Linked DNA regions of Sus scrofa: region 1 is linked to region 2. Evidence: chromatin contacts called from public Hi-C data. All regions are on one chromosome and are shown on one strand. Each heading gives the region's core, a stretch centred on a gene start, on an enhancer-like site or on the middle of the called end of the contact. The rest is flanking DNA. Distances are from core to core; before and after follow the strand shown.

Evidence for each region. A called contact is a pair of places that touch in the nucleus more often than the background predicts.
Region 1: a contact with region 2 is called in a Hi-C map of alveolar macrophages, with 2.4 times the contacts expected there. The contact joins two enhancer-like sites. A contact is called at or near these places in 1 of 5 promoter capture datasets (liver), 14 of 47 Hi-C or Micro-C datasets (adipocytes, alveolar macrophages, embryonic fibroblasts and 10 more) and 1 of 2 datasets of contacts at active chromatin or transcription factors (alveolar macrophages).

What each region holds. Positions count from the first base shown.
Region 1 is chr13:128,676,829-128,680,750 of Sscrofa11.1, reverse strand. CCDC50 (coiled-coil domain-containing protein 50) reads right to left here. Exons shown (of 12, transcript XM_013982294.2): 10 at 3,845-3,922. Among named protein-coding and RNA genes, the nearest start is that of CCDC50, 60 kb to the right of the region's middle. Within about 2 kb of position 1,895, at least 2 of the 83 cell types and tissues checked have an H3K27ac peak or open chromatin away from gene starts, as enhancers often do. A contact at or near this core is called in alveolar macrophages, where this site is marked.
Region 2 is chr13:128,554,502-128,558,640 of Sscrofa11.1, reverse strand. The region is part of intron 3 of OSTN (osteocrin); the gene reads right to left. Among named protein-coding and RNA genes, the nearest start is that of OSTN, 26 kb to the right of the region's middle. Within about 2 kb of position 2,325, at least 7 of the 83 cell types and tissues checked have an H3K27ac peak or open chromatin away from gene starts, as enhancers often do. A contact at or near this core is called in alveolar macrophages, where this site is marked.

The DNA.
Region 1 (3,922 bases), core at 646-3,145, 120 kb before region 2:
CAAGGTAGTTATCATCTACATATTTTAGAGTTAGATTAGCTTAGACCACATGTGATCTGTCCAAGTTCACACTATTGTCAAGTGGCAGAGCCAGCCTCAAACTCAACTGGACTTCAAAACCAGTGCTCTTAACTACTGTACTATATTCTGCAACACAGGTGTGTGTTTTCATCAGCAGCATTATCTGCATTCAAAACCTTACACACTGACATACACTCGCATAACATATTTTCAAATGGTATATGGCATATACTTTTATCCTTTCATACATTTTTACACACGTATGATTAATATGAGCATAGCAAACAACGTGATATTTTTCTTGTTTTCCTTTTTGAACCGTTTGTTGAAAAAATATTAGAAATTAAATAAGTGTTTTCCTTTCATTATCCACTGGCATTTATAATGCTCACCTTTAAAAGGTAACATAAGGCTTGGCAGGAAGAGTTGGGACAAAACAATCAATAACTCCAAGACTAAGAAAGTTAACTAAAGAAGTAACTTAGGCCCAAGAAAACAGAACTGGTAATCAGGGTGGCAGAATCTATTTTGTAGAAATTTTAATTATCCTCATTAGGCAATCGGAAACCATAGAAAAATAAGCCAAGTGGTGCTGTCAAAAAAACTCCCTGTTTACTGCCTCATTATCAACTCACCACCAAGGAAAGTGGTACTAAAGTATGAACTGAAGCACAGGGTGCCCACAAATCCTCTATGTTTCCCCAATAAGGATAAGCAAATCAATCTAGAATGCCCTCAGTTCTTTTGCTGCTGTGTTCAATTTTGGGGTACATGGAAAACAAAGCTTGGCTTACTGCTTCCAGCGGTCCCACCAAATTTTCTGTTGCACTGGATATAGCTGTTTCAAAGTTAAGGGTGTTCATATCCACAGCTGGAAAAATCTTGTTAGCTACTAGTTTGTTTTGTAGTTTTTGATATATTAGGGTATCTGTTTTCAATTGTTCCTATGAAATGATTTACATCTTTAAGCTTGTAATAAAGCCAAATATGCTTCAGAATTCAACCGGAAGTCATTGCTTCAAAAATCCCTCCTAGGGAGTGCGTGTCATGCCTCAGGGGGTTATGAACCAGACTAGCGTCCATGAGGATGTGGGTTCAATCTCTGGCCTCACTCAGTGGGTTAAGTATCGGGTGTTGCTGTGGCTGTGGTGTAGGCCTGCAGCTGTAGCTCTGATTCGACCCCTAGCCTGGGAACTTCCATATGACTTAGGCGTGGCCTTACGAAAGCAAAAAATAAATAAAAGCTGCCCTCCTAGACACAGAGACTAGGTTAGGTGTCTCCTTCTACTCTTCTAACAACCTGTACTTTTCATCTATAACATTCAACACAATCAAAATAATTATTTCTGCAATTGTCTGTTTAGATTGTAAATTTCATAAGAATAGAAAACAGTTTTTGTTGACTGATGCTCACTTGAGTTCTGAGCAGTTATAAGAGTGTTCAATAAATATTTGATAAATGAATAGGTGGAGACAAATATATTTCACATTCAGAAGAATAATGTAGGAACTAAGTAAGATTTACAAAATCCCTACATTTTCTAAGTGATAAATCCAAATAAAATACCAATTAATACTATTAATACAAAATACTATAGTTAACACAATTTGGAACTTGAGTTGAAAAATTTTCCAATTACAAAGAACTGGAATTAATTCAGATTGCCAACTGGTTCTCCATCTCCTCAGAGAGAGCATAAAAATTATAATGAGCAAAGAAAATGACTTCTGACTACCTCTATTACAAGCTTTAAATGACAATTTGTTCCCTATCTGCCACTATTATTACTGCACTGAAGCAATAAACATCTTGATCTAGGAAGTGCCGTGTTTCTCAATCCTTGAAACCATCTCTTTCTGTACAAATAGCTAACTCCAGTTCCACCAGGATTAAATGTGAAAGAGGAAACACGGATGCTAACCAGAAAGCACACACTGTGATATCAGTTGAATAAGATATCTATGACACAATAACAGGCTTTATGTTTTAATTATGAAAATATAGGTTTTATAAAATAGTAGTTTTTTTAAATTTAATTTTTGCTTTTTGGGCCGCACTTGTGGCACATGGAAGTTCCCAGGCTAGGGGCTGAACTGGAGCTGCAGCTGCTGGCCACAGCCACAGCAGGGCAGGATCCCAGCCGCATCTGCACCCTACAGCACAGCTCATGGCAATGTGGAATCCTTAACTCATTGAATGAGGCCAGGGATTGAACTCCCATCCTCATGAATACTAGTTGGTTCGGAACCCACTGAGCCACAATAAGAACTCCAAATTCGAATTCATTTTTGTTTTGTCACATATCATATCATCTTTCTGTAAATGACTTTTAAAGACAAATATTCCTCTCGAGTCAAAGACTTCAGTTCTACTACGCAGAGGCCACTTTTCACTCGTTTGCCATAGTGATTTTTAACATAGGATCATCTGGTTATTCATTCTTTCATTCTATCAAATGTTTTTAAGAGCATGTATTACATTCCAGAAACTTGTTTTCAACTTTAATAAATCCTTTAAGTAGCCATTCCAGACTGTTCTATCACATTTGCTGAAGTTTTAGTGTTCTAAAAAGCCCAAGGACTTTGAAGACTACATAATAACTTTAAAGATGATTTTAACTCCCTTGATTAAAAAAAGCATAATAAGTCACACCTATTTACCTACTGAGAACAGATCAGTTACTTTGATTTTACTTGGATGTTGCAGGGAGATGAATAAAGCTAAATTTTATGTAGGTCTAAAATTTGCTTTTAAAGACATCTGGCAGGTACTTAACTAAAAGCTTTAAGAAGAACCAATTTTATACAATTAGAAAGACTAACCTACACTACTGTTGCCCTAAAAGCTTTACAACCTGATATAATTTTCTGAAAGGTATTTATCTTCTTAAAACCCCTGGGTTTAAAAATAGACTATGGCTTTTTAAGGACACTAAATATATTCTCTTTAAGGAAACAAGTCTAGCACTTTAAGTGTGAGTAGTTAGTGGCAATAATCATGTATATTTTTCAGTGTGATAAAGTTTATGTTTTAATAATTAATAAATACATTATTAACAATCAGGATCAAAATACAAGGTTTCAACTACTTAGAGTTTTCAAAATGCCAGATTTAGTGTTACTTTTGTCTTTTCTATTTAATGTTCTCTCTTCCTATTCCAATCACATTTTCCTTTGAAAAGCAACAGAAAGCAATAAAGAAAAAAATAAAGGTTCCTTCCCCTGAGACTTATATGTTGACAATTCGAGGTAGAAAAACAGTAGTTGCTCCATAACCATGACCCATACTGCTTGAGAGAAGTTAGAAAGTATACATACCACAGACACAGCTATTTGATCTAGTGGGATTTAGAATAGTCTGCAATGACTCAAATGGGTATTTGCCTACGACTTGGAGACTCACACAGAAATGAATTTAGGCATGTGTAAATGTCAGGCACGCACCAATGTGACCATGAAACTCAGTAAAAATTTAAAACCTGGGATTTTACTTAGGAAAATGGTTACTCTCATTCCTTCTTAGCTTATGGCAGTCAATTCGGTGAATCCAGAGACAAGAACTGGTCCTAATATAAAGCACATCTTTTGTCCAATATCCCAGCTTCTGTAAAATTCCCCATCTTCCTGATCTGACTTGTTCAATCCAATTTAAAACTGGAAACAAAGCTTGAAAATAGCCCTTCAAGACTATCTTCGGTAAATAACAGTCTTGCAGATTTTTGGATCTCCTCTCCAAGGAACAAACACTCTACTCAGGCAGCTAACATGCCCTTACTTGCCCCCAAATCAAGTTCCTCACTCTCCTTTTCAGTTGTCATCTTACCGTGCTGGCCTGTCATTCTTAGAACGGTGAGGTTCATCACTTTCTTTTGACTTTGAGTGTGCTGATTTAGCGGTTTTG
Region 2 (4,139 bases), core at 1,076-3,575:
TAATTATATTCCCAACCCCACCAAAAAAAAAAAATAATAAAAAAGGCAGGAAGAAAGGGCAACATGTTCAACTACTCCTCTCAAACTATCAGGTACATGACTCCTTTTCCTTTGGGAAGGCGTGAATAAGGCATGAGGAATGGGGCCAGTTTTCTCACTGGAGTTCCTCTATGTGGAATCATGAGGCTGGGAAGTACAACTTAGTATATGGGATATGTTTAGAATGATGAGAGGAATTGCTAATTCATTGGCACACAGTTGATTTATGACTTTGGAAGTTCTATCTCAAAAATGGTAATTCAATTTTAAACAGATCCTATTAAGTTTATGATGATGGTGCTGACTAGGCATAATGTCAGCTTCTGAAATATTATCCTAAGAAATGGGTCATATGAACAGGCATTCAGAAACAAGCTAGGAGAACTGGAATCGAATAATGAGGTTTAAAGGGTTTATTGTCAACTCACAGATTTCAAATGCAATCTTAAGGTTACCATAGGGGAACCTGTGGAGGGAAGGGAGGAACTGGGAGGATGGGAGTAATACATACACACTACTGTATAGAACAGATGATTAACAGGAACCTCCTGTATTGCTCAGGGAAATCTATTCAATAGTTTGTAATAATCTATTTGGGAAAAAAGAATATATATATATATATATATATATATATATATATATATATATATACATATATATATACATATATACATATATATATATGTGACTCAGCTGTACACTTGAAACTAATACAACATTATAAGTCAAATGTACTTCAATAAAATTAAAAAAAAATCAAGGGTATACTGTAAAGTAACCCAGGTATTCTTGATTTGAAAAATCACTGCAGGGCTGTAGGATTAGGCAGAAAGGATTTTCATCTGCTTGGCTCATGAACCTCTCTGAGGGTCTAATGACACTTGAAAAGTCTATCCAGTAAATGGAAATTTACACAAAATGTTTTCTAGAATTTTCTTTTTTGGGGTAATATACACTTTAAAGCCCATATATGGAATCAAGTATTAGCCATTTGGGGAGAAAGTTTTAAACCTCACATGTGAATCAGGGTAAGGATAAAAGGCAAAGGGACTGTCTCTTTCTGTTGGAGTTGAGCAGGGGTGGTATGAGCCAAGTGATAAAGAACAGTTTGGGGAAAATGGCCCGAGATCAGGGTTTAAGGGCAATTCTTATAGTACAGCCAGTCTTTTCAAATATGAGGAAGGAAACATATAGGGCATCACACTCTGAATCCTTTTTCTCTGTTCTTCATTATGGAATGGAGCCCATTTTGAACTACCTCTTTTGGGCTTTAAGAATTAAGAACTAAAAAAAAATAGCAAAAATTATGAGATATCTAGTTTGGCCTTGGTCTGTGGAATTACTTTACAGTGAATTAGAAAAGGTGAAATGAAAGGATTTTTATCTTTAATCTTTGGCACTGTCATCAAGAAGGGCAATCACATCTGACAAATGGAAGCTGGAATTGATATTCTCAATTTTAGCCTGAATTTTATGTCTGACTTAGGATAGAAAACATATACATCATTGGAATACCTTTTCCAAAATGACCTATTTTACGCAAGCATTCTAAGTGAATCTCACTGTTCCTGGCCTTGGACAAGTCCCTTATTCACACATTCCTTTAATTTCTTTATCAGCTTATTGAAGTGGAAAATCATTGGACTTGGGGTTAAATAACCTGATGTTCTGGCTAGGTTGTAACAGAGAAATCATTTTATATCTATGAAAATATACAAATCAAAAGGGGATAATATCTTCTGGAGTTTAGGAATTCAAAATTAGTGTACCAGAATATTAAAATGGGAATCTTTCCATTTCAATTTTAACTGTGGCCCAGAAAAGGTAAAGGGGAGAAAAAAAAATTGGTAAGTATTTCCTCTTGCATTCAAAATAAAGGTGCTAGAATTAAACAATATTTGTAAAGAAGGTGTCTACAAACTGATATTTCAACTTTAATCCAGTAAAAAGATTGATATTTAATAGGTAAAGAAGGAGGATTTCTCTGGAGCAGGTTATTGGAGACCAGTGACATTTTCCCTGTTCTTTCATACAGAGAAAAGCCTTCAAAAAAAGCTTGACATAGACTCATTGAAGCAGGGTGGACCTCATAGAACAGACTATGAAATTTAAAGGGCAGGAAGCTGTGAGAATTGGCTGAAGAGATGGTTACATAAGGAACAACTGTACTTTCAGTGACCAGAATCAAGGATGTGGGTTTTCTGAGGAGCAGATGTAGAAAGAGCATGTGGGTAGAGTTGGCCTAGGTTAATTCTAAAAAGAAACTTCCCCGAAGGGCTTACGGACAGGAGTTATGGGTGAGGTGACCTCAGCAGGATGCTGGTGGTGGTGTCAAAAGAAGAAGCTAAGGGAGTAGGATGAATATGAAGAGCAAAGCTGACCTGCTGGAAGAGAAGCATTACTGGAGGCAAGGATGTTTATGTCCACATTCCCAGTGGGGGTTATGCAATGACCCCACACAAAGACAGCTCATGGTGAGGAGTCAACTCGGAGTATTTACTGAGGCCAGAGAGCACAGAAGTCAGGTCATGATAGTATCTGTCAAATAAGACTTTTCTTTACCTCTCTGTATCTCCATCCCCAATACTGGAGGAGATAGAAATCAGCCCACTGTAGTGGGGGAAGGGGTGAGGATAAACTGACCACTAACCCTTTCCCACTGCAGCTTTCCAGCTTGAAAAAGGAGAAATTTTTAATAATATTCATAGTTTGGGCTAAGGCATATCAATGGTTATTTTAATTACTGACATGTGACTATCTTTCTAGTAAAAGCAGCCAGACGAATATTTATTATTTCAGTGAGACTGTAGAGTCATAATTCTTGCCTTTGTTTTCATCCAAGAGCTAGGAAACATCAACAGAATGGATTTGAATGTGTGTGGTTGGGGATAAAGTTGCTTCTGTAATTATGTTCTATGGAGTCCTTCTCTTTCAATTAAGTGGTGATGATACAACGTTATGGAGCAAATTGTTTATTGACCTGAGTCTACAGAATGTGTGCAACTGTGCTGGGTATCTTCTGTCTGTTCTGCAGATACACTGCCTTTTCTCACCCTAATTTCAGTATAGGAAACAAACCCCACTGGATGCTAGAAAAGATCCAATGCTCTGGCTTTGGTTTGGGGCAGGTGATGGGCAGACTTGGCAGGAGAGATTGGAAGGAGAGAGGAATTGAGGTCAGGATAATTTTCCCCTCGTACCCTCCTTGCAAGGTCACATCCTCTTAACCAAAGGTCATGGCTTCTCCCAAGGCATCTGACTCTACAAACAAGGGTCAGATTGCACCATCCAGTATGATTTGCCTCTACCCAGCCTTTTGTAAATAGCTGTGCTATGTCTAAATTCTTTACAAATTTTCTTATTTCAAACATGCTTGCCTGTTTCCTGCAGGAAACCCAACTGACACAATGATATTAATTGCTTTTCTGACCTCAAAACATTAATGGTTGAATTAGAACAGTAATAATTATGAGAATGTTTATTGTAGTTAAAATATATACCATATTATTATTATTAATATTTTACAAGGCATTTTCAGTATGGTGGGAAGAAGTGAGAGAAACCACCGTTTAGAAAGATTCTTGTATCTTCTAATAGTAAAGAGTGGTTCAAATAGAAGATACTATTTTGCCAGAGATATGGTCATAGCTGCTTCCTTTTAGTTTCATGAACTGAATGACCATTCATTAACTTCAGGTTTTAAACACGTAAACTGAATGAAGAAAATATTTTGAACTTCAATGTGTAGTTGAGGTAACTGTTCTGAGAATTAAAGTAACTTGCACATCCAATTGAAAATGAAGCTAGTGTCATATTCAGGTGAAAAATGTTAAATATGATATAAAATAGGAAATAATAGAGGGGCCTTTGCTTCATTTTAATATGATCTTCCATAGACCTTAACCCTGTTTTTTTTAATATTTGTTTGTTTTTTCTTTTCCCCAAGCTGTTCATTCATTTTTCCATCTTTTACAGATGTTTTCAAGAGCAGTTAGAAAATTTTATTTTCTGAATATTTTATAGTCATTGAAAATAAGATAATGTATTTGATATGCTTAAGATAGAATTTTAAAGCTTGGAATCATGTACCATATAATTCA